2 separate regions of the Mus musculus genome follow, and region 1 is linked to region 2. Evidence: chromatin contacts called from public ChIA-PET data. All regions are on one chromosome and are shown on one strand. The core of a region is the stretch at or near the end of the contact, and the rest is flanking DNA. Distances in the headings are between cores, read along the strand shown. Region 1 holds the start of Add1 (adducin 1 (alpha)). Region 2 overlaps Fam193a (family with sequence homology 193, member A).

What was found. ChIA-PET counts read pairs in DNA pulled down with a chosen protein or histone mark.
Region 1: a contact with region 2 is called in an RNA polymerase II ChIA-PET map of memory CD8 T cells, with 18 read pairs. The contact joins the promoter of Add1 here to the enhancer-like site in region 2. A contact is called at or near these places in 1 of 39 promoter capture datasets (macrophages), 1 of 484 Hi-C or Micro-C datasets (bone marrow-derived dendritic cells), 4 of 115 datasets of contacts at active chromatin or transcription factors (CD8 T cells, bone marrow-derived macrophages, embryonic stem cells and 1 more) and 2 of 9 other capture datasets (adipose tissue and liver).

What each region holds. Positions count from the first base shown.
Region 1 is chr5:34,571,590-34,577,636 of GRCm38.p6, forward strand. Add1 (adducin 1 (alpha)) reads left to right here and starts at 2,075. Exons shown (of 16, transcript NM_001331082.1): 1 at 2,075-2,324. Mir7036b (microRNA 7036b) reads left to right here and starts at 2,562; the gene lies at 2,562-2,624.
Region 2 is chr5:34,463,029-34,469,652 of GRCm38.p6, forward strand. Fam193a (family with sequence homology 193, member A) reads left to right here. Exons shown (of 21, transcript NM_001243123.1): 18 at 946-1,176; 19 at 2,546-3,419. Among named protein-coding and RNA genes, the nearest start is that of Tnip2, 48 kb to the right of the region's middle. Within about 2 kb of position 3,258, at least 23 of the 459 cell types and tissues checked have an H3K27ac peak or open chromatin away from gene starts, as enhancers often do. A contact at or near this core is called in memory CD8 T cells, where this site is marked.

The sequences.
Region 1 (6,047 bases), core at 825-3,324, 110 kb after region 2:
GGTTCCTTTTTCCTTTTGTGTATATGTATGAATGTGATATATGTATGTTGGGTATATGTGTACACATGTGCAGAGGCCAGGCCATCAGGTGTTTTTCTTTATCAGTCTTTGCCTTTAGTCCCTTGAGACAGGGTGTCTCACTGAACCTAGAGCTAGTGTGGCAGCCAGCAGGCCCCAGTAATCCCCATCTCCACCCTTAATAGCCGGGTTACAGGGGTGCATGGCCATGCCCTGCTTTTTACGAGTGCTGGGGCCTGAAACTAAGGTCCTCATGCTTGAGCAACAAGTGCCCTTACCTCCTGAGCCATCTCCCCTACTTGAGTTCCTTGAATTTTTGACTTTAAATTTTCAAATATTTCTGCCCTTTCACCCCCTATGAAGTCCTACATCTCCTTCGTATGCTGTTCAATCTTGCCCAGTTTCTTTATGCTGTGCATTTGCCCTGTGTCTTCAAGTTAAGAAATCACTTCTTTTGAGGACAAATTGTCTCCTAACCCCATTCAGTGTTTTGTCACACTGTGGATTTTTTTCATCTGTACATGTCTGATTTCATTTTTATATCTTATTTGAGAGCAGGTGCCCACAGAGTACAGAGGAGTGTGTTGGATCTCTTGTAGCTGGACTTATAGGCAACATTTCTAAACTTTTATATCTCTATATATTTCATTTTTAATCACTCAACCCTCTCTCCAGTTAAAGTAGGGGCTTATGGAGGGCAGGTGATTAATGGAGTTTTGACTGATGTCCGACTCACAGTAGGTCCAATAGGTCCCCGGACACATCCTGTGGTGATTTCCCCAGTTCCAGAATGTATAATTGGGATAGATATACTCAGAAATTGGCAGAATTCTCATATTGGTTCCCTGAACTGTAGAGTGAGGGCTATTATGGTTGGAAAGGCCAAATGGAAGCCTTTAGAGTTGCCTCTGCCAAAGAAAATAGTGAATCAAAAACAGTATCGTATTCCTGGAGGAATTGCAGAAATTACTGCCACTATCAAGGACTTGAAAGATGCAGGGGTGGTGGTTCCCACCACATCTCCGTTTAACTCTCCTATCTGGCCAGTGCAGAAAACAGATGGATCATGGAGAATGACAGTTGATTATCGAAAACTCTCTCTCTTCAGCAAACTTTCACTGGCATTAGACTTGTTGCTGGGTGCTGGAGGATGTCAGAAAAGTCATCTGAGAACAGTCAACATGTAGGGCAAATGTTCCTAGGACAGAGGGTACTGACTGGAATCCACAACCTCTCTGACCCTTATGGGGTCAAACTCAGAGCTCTTGCTGTGAGGATCGGTTTGTTTTTGTTTTTTGAGACAGGGTTTCTCCGTGTATGTAGCCCTGACTGTCCTGGAACTCACTTTGTAGACCAGGCTGGCCTCGAACTCAGAATCCACCTGCCTCTGCCTCCCAAGTGCTGGGATTAAAGGCGTGCGCCACCACGCCTGGCTGAGGAGAGGCTTGGATACACACTTCTGTCACTTGAGCCAGGCTCGAGGCTTCAACCTTTAATGGTTTGAAGGGAACCAGGAGCGGGACCCCTTTGTTTCCTTTGGGTCTTTTAGGATTCAGTTGACAGGAGAGACAGTAGGGACTTGATCCTTAGGTTAGTTTACCAGGTCGCTGCCAGGTGGACTGGTTCTGCCAAGGCCTCACCTAGCCTCATTCCCTGCCTCTGAAGAGGCCTCGGTGTTTGTTAATCCACTGTCATCCGGCGGGCCCTTCCTGTCTGTGGAGCTTTATCAGAGCACACACAGACATCTCAGTCCTGACTCCACCCTGATTGACAGCCCAGTCTCCCAAACTGCCTACTGATCTTCTCGCCTGAAGCGCACCTAGACCGTGTCCGTTCGCAGTCAGTTTGTGGGTCTGACCGTCTCAGTGGGAGAACTAGCGTTCCTGTGAGCAGGTGCACCAGCCCGCCGTCCCGGACGCAGCCAAAGCGACCCCTAATCCCACTGTGACACCGCCTTCAGCCGGAGGCCGGAGTCTACCCTTCTCTCCGCCTCCCAGGGCCCCGCCCTTCTCCGGGCCTGCCCCTTGCTTAAGATTGACCAATAACAGAGAGTAGTGCTGGACGGCGGTAGGGCGTTCAGACCAATGGGGCTGTGCATTGTTGGGCCGCAGCGCCGCAGGCCGCACCCAGCTTGGCGGCGGGGGCGAGTAGAGGGGTGAGGGTTGAGGGCGGGAGAGGACGAGGGCTGCTGCAGGCGGCGGGGGGTGCGCGGCAGCCAGGGGGCGGAGCCCAGCGCGAGCCGCAGGCGAGGCGGCGGCCGCACTCGGACCCGGGAAGCCGTGCTCTCTCCCCGATTCTCCGCGGAGGTGAGGCCCGGGAGCGCGGCGAGGTCTCCGGGGCCCCCAGCGGGCGTAGGGCAGGGGCGGCGGTGCTGGGCGGGCAGGGCAGGGCTGGGCAGGGCCCGGGGCCTCTGGGGCGCCTCTGGTGCGCTGAGGAGGGCGCGGCTAGGTCGCTGCGGCGCGGGGTGCCCGGGGTCTAGGTGCTTGCCTCCGAGTGCGGGGGCGAGGACACTGCATCGTCGCTTCCCAGGATGGCCCGGACGGACGCGGGGTTCTCTGTGGAAGCGGCTTGCTCGGCTCTGAGCTTCCTGGTGGGCCTCGGGGTCCTCCCGGGTCAGCATTGTGCTAATGGTGGCTCCAAATGCTGGTCACTGCAGAGATTGTGGAAAGGTGCATCTGGGTTCCGCTTGTCGGCTCTTTTAAAAACTGACACCTTCTGCCCCAAGAGAAAAAAGCCAGCTCTGTCCACGGATGGTAGTAATGAGGTGGTCGTGGAACTTCCTGGAGATGGGGCTTGCCTTTCCTCTCTGTTTTATCGTTCAGACCTCTTCCTAAAAACACTTCGTTTTTATAATTCAGTTCCTGGTTCAAGGTATTTGGTAGATGAGTTGTGTTTGTTTTATGCACACCCATCTTAAAAATAAATATTTTGGTTCACCTGAAACTGCTGTTGTTTTGACCATGATTTTAGGCCTAACGTTGTTAAACTCCCAAAGACCAAGAACAAAGCTAAAATCTGTCTATGCATAACTGCTCAAGAATTTCAGAGAGATTGTGTGTTTGTCAAAAGTGGGTTGAAATCTCAGTCGGGATAGGAACTAGATTGCTAAGGGATCCGCTATGTCTCCTTTGCAAGCAAGCTGGGAGTCGTGGGTGGACTCAACAGGCTCCAGAGAGGAAGGAGGTTGCAGGTCGGAGGTGAGTTTTATGCGGGTGGGATTCTAAAAATCGCAGTCTTTAATTAAAGCCAGTGACGTAGGGATCACATTTTAATTCTAAAACTTTGCTATGCTTCGTCAATTCGCAGCCCAGAATGGTCTGGAACTGAAAATTTCTGCCTCTGCCCCTAGTTCTAGGATTACCTTGAGGTTGACACCACACCCTGATAGTAAAGTTGTTTTTTGAGGAAGTATGAATGGTGTTGACCTTCAGAACAGCTTTTCAGGGTTTAGATGTGGTTTCGCAGAGGTGCAGGTCGGTGTGGTTAGTTTACTCATGTGTGTGTAGGTTAGTGAGAGTCAGCAAATGAAGCGACTAGGAATTCTAATCATTCTGCAAACTGGGATAGTGTCCTTTCTAAGATCTGTTTTACATAAACCATTCAGGTTTTCACTTAACTCTTGGTATTATCTGATACTATTGTTTTTGTTGCTTTGCTACACACACACACACACACCATTCATTTCATGTAATCATGTTGAGTCAGGACATTAAATACTGAAATGCTTCAGACAATACTGTGCTGGCTAGGGTTTAAAGTTAACTTGACACAGGCGAGAGTAATTTGAGAAGGAACCTCACCTGAGAAAATGTCCCTACCAGATTGGCTAGGGGGCAAGTCTGTTGTGCACGGTTTTTGATAGATGATTGACGTGGGAGCTCAATGTGTAGGTGGTGCCCTTGCTGGGCAGGTGGTCTGGGTGCTACAGGAGAGCAGGCTGAGCAAGCCATTAGAGCAGGCCAGTAAGCAGCCCTCCTCCATGGCCTCTGCAGCAGTCAGCTCTTTTCCTGCAGAGTTCCTGCCCTAACTTCCTCTGGATGATGGACTAGAAGCTGTAAGGTGAAGCAAACCCTTTCCTCCCCAGGTTGAGTTTGTGTTTTATTACAGCACTAAAAACCCTAACTAAGACAAGTGCCCAGGTATTTTTACTGCATGAGGCTGTTTGTATTGATTTCTCTTTTTTCCTTCCTCTCTCCCGTGTTGAATAAACTCTTCCATATACACACATTCACGTTTGAGAGATAAGCATTAAACAAGTCATTATTTATGCATTCAGTTTCAACAATTGCTAGCTGGATTTCTATAAAGTGTGTTAATTCTACTTTTAATATACATTATGTACTTCTAGACATCTAGAAAGATTAGAAATTCCAAAAAAGAAAAAAAAATTTAAAGCCGGGTGTGGTGGCGCATGCCTTTAGTCCCAGCACTTGGGAGGCAGAGGCAGGCGGATTTCTGAGTTCGAGGCCAGCCTGGTCTACAAAGTGAGTTCCAGGACAGCCAGGGCTATACAGAGAAACCCTGTCTAGAAAAACCAAAACCAAAAAAAAAAAAAAAAATTCCCAAAAAGGAATTAAGTTTGTCCTGCATATGCATATTAATGTTGAATAAACTACATAGACAAAGTGATTCTATCGGACACTGCTTTAGTCATTGTTAGAACTAAAACTTACTAAGGGCAAAAACCAAGCCAACAGGGCTGGAGTGGCACTTCAATTAATAGAGTTCTTGCCTAGCATGCATAAGACTCTAGGTTCAATCTTTGGCACCATATAAGCTGGGTGTGGTGGCACAGGTTTGTAATCCAAGTATCTGGGAGGATCAGGTCATCCTTCACTATATATTGAGTTTGAGGCCAGCCTGGACTGTGTGATATTCAAACTAACAGACACAATAGTAATTGAATCTTACATAAGATGTGGTTACTTAGCAGATTAAATATTCCAATGCCTTTTTAGTTTGTCCGAATCATGTTTCTTAAAATAGGAATTTAACATGATTTTAAACTTTAACAGAACTGTTTAATAGTTAATGTTTGGTCTGACCTTCCACAATTAGGAATCATGTGGAAAGTAAAAGGAAACGGTCTAGTTCAGTTTGTTTGATCTTTATTTTTTCAGAAGTACAGTTTAAACCAGTTGATATGAGTAACCTGGAATGTATTGATAACTTGTTCCCCTCATGTGTAAAGGAAAAAAAACATTGTTACTGATACTTGGAGCTTAGAAGTGTTGGGCATGTTCAGGTCTGGCTTTATAAGAATCTGTGCTGCTTAGCAGGGAAAAAACTACATCTTGAATATAGGACTAGAGTCTATAGGCCAGCCATCTTGTGTTTTTAAAAAGGATCCTGGAGCTGTAGAGGTGGCTCAGTGGTTAAGGAAAGCACTTTCTGTCCTTGCAGAGGATCTAGCATCAGGTCCTATCACCCATCACCTTCACTGGATGTCTTAGAGTTTGTAATGCCATGATAAAACACCGTGACCATGAGCAGGAGAGGGAAGAAAGGGTTCATTTTGCTTACACCTCCACAGTCCGTAGGAAGAAATCAGGGCAGGAACTCAGGCAAGGCAGGAACCTAGAGGTAAGCACTGGTGCAAAGTGCTCCACACCAGTCTTCTGCCACGAAAACGCACCGGGCCTGTCCACGGGCTCCTCTGGTGGGGCATTGTCTCAACTGTGCTTCCTTTTCCCAAATGACTCCAGCCTATGTCAAGCTGACATAAAATTAGTCTGGACAATTCACATTAAATCCAGTACCAGGAGTTACTACATTGTTTTTGGCCTCCTTAGGCACTTGTACACATTTTACACACGCACACACACACACACACATCTTAGACCAGGTGTGGTGGCACATGTGTTTCATCTTCACACTTGGGACAGAGGCAAGCAGATCTCTTGGAGCTAGCCTTGTCTACACAGTAAGTTCAAGGCCAGGCAGTGCTACATAGTCAGATTATCTAAAAAACAAAAGTCATCTTTAAAAACATCATCCCGAGGGGACTGGAGAGATGGCTCAGCTGTGCA
Region 2 (6,624 bases), core at 2,008-4,507:
TCCTCAGTGCTGAGATTACAGAACTGAGTCACCTACCTGTTGCTACTGTAACTTTGTGTTTGTTTATGAGATTTGTAAATAGTCAATGAAGTAGGTTATTACCTAAATCTCACCATAGTTTATCTAATGCAGTTTGTGTGAATAGTGTGACCCCTCTTGTTGGATGAGTACAAAAGATACTGTTACACTACATGCTTCAACAACTCTCCAGAGCAGGAACTGTATTTAATGCAACCTGTCCATGGTCCCTAGGAGGGGTAAATAAGAAGTGAAGGCATATGGGTGTTTTGTTTCATTTGCTTTGTTCTGTCTCCATTTCCTTAAATATGTGTGTGATTTTTAATAGTAAGGAATGTGGCAGTAGGAATGAGAACCAGGTGTTCTTCCTTTTGTTCCCCTTTTAACACTGAAAAGGAAAGTAAAGATTGCTGAAGAGAATAAGATTTATCAACATCAAAAAATAATCAGCGTTAGGGATTTAACTCTGTTATAGAATATTTGCCTGGCCAATGTAAAATCCTTGGTTTGGTCTCCAGCTCCGGTGGGGAAGATAAACCCACTGTACTAAATAAAAATATACATATAAATATGTGTATTGCTTTTCAGCTTTAAAAACCCATTTGTATATATTTTGCTAGATTTTCACAAATGTATACCAATTGGAAGATAGTTAATAAATCTCATCTTTTAGGTTATATAGTAATAATTAGGCTTTGCTTTTTATCCTGCCACTCAAGTTATTTTCTTAATTTTTCTTTCACAATGGTTATATGTAAGCATATATTATTATAATCAATCTGAAGGCATATATTAAGTTTTAAGCATATACTAAATATTTAAGTAATTTTTCTTTGAAAAACGGGTATTTTTAGAGATGTATTCTGAAATTTGTTATATTCAAAGTTGTTAAACTTTAGGCCTAATTTATTTATATTTTTACCTTAGCCTCCAGCTGCACCAACAAGTAGAAATTATGCAGAAATGAGGGAAAAACTTCGTTTACGCCTGACTAAGAGGAAGGAAGAACAACCCAAGAAAATGGAGCAGATCTCAGAACGGGAGGGTGTGGTTGACCATCGGAGAGTGGAGGATTTGTTACAGTTTATAAACAGCTCTGAGGCCAAGCCAGTTAGTAGTAGTCGGGCAGCCAAACGAGCAAGGCACAAGCAGAGGAAGGTAAGTGACAGCCCGCCCTACCAGGGCGCACAGATACGAAGCTAGGGCTGCTTGACATGCCTGCCCTGGTGCTCTAGGAGTCTGTCTGTCGCAGAAGGCCTGAACTAGCACCTGTACCACTTTGTCTTCTCCCAAAGTATTGAGTTTGTAATAGGCTTTCATGCAGCCTGCTCTGCCTGGCCAGTGGGACAGCAGCGCTTACATACACTTTTGTAGGAACCTTTCTTCCAAAGAGATAGAAGGAAGAGATTTTGTGATGCAGAGTAGATGGGACTCTGAGGTTTAGAAGCTGAGAGATGGCCTTTGATAGAAGATAGAGCTCTAGCCCATGGTGCCTGCAAGCCTCTTCCTAAGACAGACTTCACACATTCTTGTTCTGACCCACAGGCCCATCTACTTGAAGGACAGCTCTTAGCATCAACATTATAAAGTGTAAGGTTAGGCAGCTTCCTTGGTGTAAACTGCTGAGAGCAATTTCCACTCCCCAGAAACTTGACAGGGCTTTTCATAGCACGTCATGAAAAGTAGACATCTATTTGCTTGGGTTTGGAGCCCTGAAAGGGTCTGTTCTGTGGTCTAGAATCATTCGTACAATGAAATCTTTACTTGATGAAACTTCTTTCCATCAGGTTGGAAAGCAGAAATACATTGGGGCCACTTTGCTATGTGAAACTGAATATTTCTGAAAGCCCTTTGCTCTTGTGTAGTTCAACGTGTATTGAGACTTTTATCTGATAGTGTGGGAAGGGACTTTCAAACTTTTGGACACATTTTGTTTGTGTCTTACTTATGCAGGTCCTTATTTCTGGTTCAGCCCTCACCTGGACAGCAAAGTCTGTCAGGAGCTCATGCAATCAGAAAGCTGATTCCTTGCTATTTCTATAGAGAGATGGTCAGGTCTATGGGTGCTGCACGCACAGCACAACTGCTGGTCTGACTACTCCTGGTACCTACTTCTTGGTCAGAAGCTAGCCACCTAGTTCCCAGTAAAGTAAGCATATGCTTGGTAGGTAGATGAGATTTAACAGTTCTTTTGGGTGAAATAATTACAGGTACGTATGTTGTAGGTACATTTGTTACTGCCTCTATCAAAGTTTATTTTTCAATATATGATTGATATCTCAAGTTTCTAGAGTAATTTTTTTAATTACATTTATATATGTGGGGAGGGGAGGCCATCATAGTTTGTGTGTAAGTCATGGGTCAATGTTTATGGGATGATTCTTCACCATGTGGTTCTTGGGGGATCAAATTCAACTCACCAGGCTTGGTGGCAAATGCCTTTACCTGCTGAGCCGTCTTAGCAACTCTGTCAAGTTTTGGAGTTCTTACCATGGTCTAAAGCCATCTTCTCTTTTGTTATTGGCAGCTGGAAGAGAAGGCACGCCTAGAAGCTGAGGCCAGGGCACGGGAGCATCTGCATCATCAGGAGGAGCAAAAGCAGCGGGAAGAAGAGGAGGACGAAGAAGAGGAGGACGAGGAACAGCATTTCAAGGAGGAATTTCAGCGGCTTCAGGAGCTTCAGAAGTTAAGAGCTGCAAAAAAGAAGAAAAAGGATCGGCCAAGTAAAGACTGTTCCAAGTTGGACATGCTTGCTAGAAATTTCCAGGCAGCAACAGAGTCTATCTCTAACTCTGAAAACATCCACAATGGCTCCTTAGAACAAACCGAAGAACCAGAAACCTCATCTCACTCCCCTTCCAGACACATGAACCACTCAGAGCCCAGGCCAGGGCCTGGAGCCAATGGGGATGCTACAGACCCTGTGGACCCCAGAGACCCCTCCAAGCTTCTGCTACCTAAGGAAGTCAATGGGAAGCAGCACGAGCCTCTTGCATTTCTCTTGGACATGATGCATCATCACAAGGAGGGAAATAGCAAGCAAAAGTTAAAGCAAACCAGCAAGACCAGCAATGAGCCAGCCAGGAAGCCCACAGAGCCTCCCAAAACCACAGAGGTACAGCTCAAACCCCGGGCCCAGCCAGAGTTGAAACCTAAAGTAGTTGACCTTGCTCTTCTCACAGAGCAGAAGAGGGAGGAGAGGAAAACCAACAGCAACAACAACAACAAAAAGCAGCTGAGCCACATCAAAGAGGAGAAGCTGAGCACTGTCACTCCTGAGCCACCCTCCCCCAGCCAGCTCCTGCAGAATGGCAGGCTGATTCTGGCCAGTTCTCCTCAGCCCAAGGGCAAGAATAAGAAAAATAAAAAGAAGAAAGGAGACAGAACCAGCAGTTCACTTGGTAAATAAAGATCACAAGGGAACTGTTCCCAGCCTTGGCTGGTGTGGTCTGTGTGTGTGAGTTCTCGACAGGCCCCTGCAGGCGGGATGTTGCTCATCTGTGACTTTTCCAACAATAATAATTTGTAGCTGCTATATTATGATTTTGAAATAATTTTAGACATATAAAGTGCACTTTTTTTTTAAAAAATTTGATTTGTGGTTAGTTGAAAACATAGGTACAGAACTGGAGAGGGTAAGGAGAGTGGCTGCTGTAACATCCCTCCTATCCTGGGTCATCTTTGGGTGAGGTTATGTTCACCTGTTTCTAATACCGTTGTGTTGATTGTTCCTATCTCATAATTAGTAAGTTTCCATGTCTGTGTCACAGTGAGTTTCCATGATATCCAGTGCATGACTTGTGTTCTCAGACATCCTTGATTACTAAGAACTTGTTCCGATAGTGACTTACACAGGTCTAGAACATTCTTGAAGTAGTTGCAAAGGTTTTTGTCTTATACTCTAGAGAAGTCTGAACTTCCTGTTTTGTACATAAAGGTGACATGCTGCTTACTGGCTTACTCCTCATGGCTTACTGAACTTGCTTTCTTACAGTCTCCAAGACCACTATCCCAAAGGTAGTACCACCCATGCAGTGAACTTGACCCTCCCACAACAATAAGCAATCAAGAAAATGCACTACAGGCTTACCCATAGGCCAGTCTGATGGGATCATTTTCTCCACAGTGAGATTCCCTCTTCCAAAAATTACTCTAGCCTATATCAAGCTGATATAAAACTATCCAACAGACCTTTTGGTTGTTTTGTTTGTTTGTTTGTTTGTTTGTTTGTTTTTGTTCTTAACTAGAATTTTGTTGTTTGGTTTTTAAGAGATTTTTATAAATTAGGAATACGAGTTTTTCACCTCTGTTCGGTGCTGCCAAAATTTTCTCCTGGTTCCTCAGTTTCCTATGAACTTGGTTTACTGGGTTTTTCAGCCATTTGGAAGTTTTCTTGTTAACTTTTATGTAGTCATTTTACCAATCTTACATTGTAAGTCTTACATTGTAAACTGCCTTTAGAGTTTGATAATTGTTAGTCTTATTCTGACACCAGGGTTAGGGAGGAATACAAAATTTCTCTCTAGTGTTTGTGTAGTTTCTTCTTCCTCCCCTCATGTAGATCTTAAACATGTTTGAGGTTTATTTTGGGGTATGAGATGAAGTGTGGGTTTATTTTTCTCTTTTCCCAAATGCTTCCACAATTTATGAGGAAGCTCTTCCTGCCCCTGTGGTCTATAGTGCTGCTCTACTGCAGCGGTTTTCATATGCCCTGGGTCTGGGTCTGGGCTCTGTGTTCTTTCTTGTGTTCCCTGCTCTGAACTGTTATTTTTAAGTCTCCCATTTACAAGTTTTATAGGTGCTTCTCTTATCTCTTAGTTGTTGTTCTTAGTATTTGGCTGCTCTTCTTTATAACTTACAGTGAGTTGAGATGTAGGTGCTATGAAGTATATACTATATTCTGGAATTTACTTTTAAAAATGGATGAAGTCTCTCAGTGTATTTAATTTCCAGTGCTGGAATTGAAGCCCAAGGCCTATGCATATCAGAAAGGCACTGTATCCCTGAGCTTCATCCTTTACCACAATACATTTTATGTTAATTACATGTTATAATACTATTTTAATATATTAAATTATTACTAAATATATTTTTTAAGTCTTAAAATATGTTACTCAAATCACATTTATTGGGCTGGAGAGATATGGCTCAGTGGTTAAGAGCACTGACTGTTAGCATTCTGTCTAAACTCCACCCCCACAGTTACCTGGCAACAGCCAGGTAGACCTATAAAAGGGGCTGCTTGCCCCCACTCCCTCTCTTGATCTCTTGCTTCTCTCCTGTTTTTCCCTTACCCCCTCTCTCCTTGAGTTCATGGCATGGCGGTCTCTACTTGTCTACTCTGTCTCTCTGCCTTTCTCTGCCTCTACTACCCTCTTAACTCCCCTCCCCATGCCCTGAATAAATTCTGTTCTTCTATACTATCCCATAGTGTGGCTGGTCCCTCAGAGATAAGGGATGCCTCAGCATGGGCCTGCTGAGACACCTCCTTCCCCCATACCTCACCACACCCCCATAGAATATATTCTTTCCCCCTTTATCTTTTTATAAACACATCATATGGTACGGAGAGATATATATTCTATAGGAGTGTGGTGAGGTATGGGGGAAGGGGGGGTGTCTCAGTGGGCCTATGACAAGGCATCCCTTCCCCCCTTCTCCCCCCCCCCCCCCCAGGGACCAGCCACAGGACAGTATAGTATAGAATAGAGTTTATTCAGGGCATGGGGAGGGGAGTTAAGAGGAGGATTAGGAGGAGGGAGGGAGGGGGAGAGAGGGAGAGAAATAGAGGCCAGCCATGGCCATGAGCATGTGGAGAAGAGGGGTGGGGGGAGAGAAGAGGAAGAGCAAGAGAGAGGCAAGAGGAAGAGAGGGAGGAGGGGACAAGCAGCCCCTTTTATAGTGGGTCAGGCCTACCTGTCTGTTGCCAGGTAACTGTGCGGTGGAGTTTAGACAGAATGCTAACACTGCTCTTCCAGAGGTCCTGAGTTCAATTCCCAGCAACCACATGATGGCTCGCAACCATCTGGAATGGGATCTGATGCCCTCTTCTGGTGTGTCTGAAGACAGCTACAGTGTACTCATACATAACATAAATCTTTTTTTAAAGAAAAAAAAATCACATTAATTTCTATTAGACAGTGCAGCCTCACTGGTTGATTATATGAAACTCTTTTGTGTGTGTACTATCTTCACATCTTTTATTTTAGTAAATTGCTTCATTGTTCAAGTCTTGTCTTTCACAGGAGTTTACTGGAGAAGTTATGTCATATGTCTGTAGACAAGGGTGGCAGATGTGCTTTTCCTACACACACACACACCCCCTCTCTCTGTGTCTCTCATGTTGCTGCTGTTTTTGTTTTGTTTGTTTTGTGACAGGCTTCCAACTTCCTTTGTGGAGCTTAGGGTGACCTTGCACTTCTGATCCTCCTGCTTCCACCTCCTAAGTTCTAAGATTACAGATGTGTGCTACCATTCCCATTTTATACAGTTGTAGGGATTGAACCTGGGAGGCATGTCCTCTACCAACTAGCTATTACCAGCCACACCCCTCCAGTTGTTTCTTTTGATTTGTTTGATTTTGTTTCTTGGTTTTTGTTTGTTTAT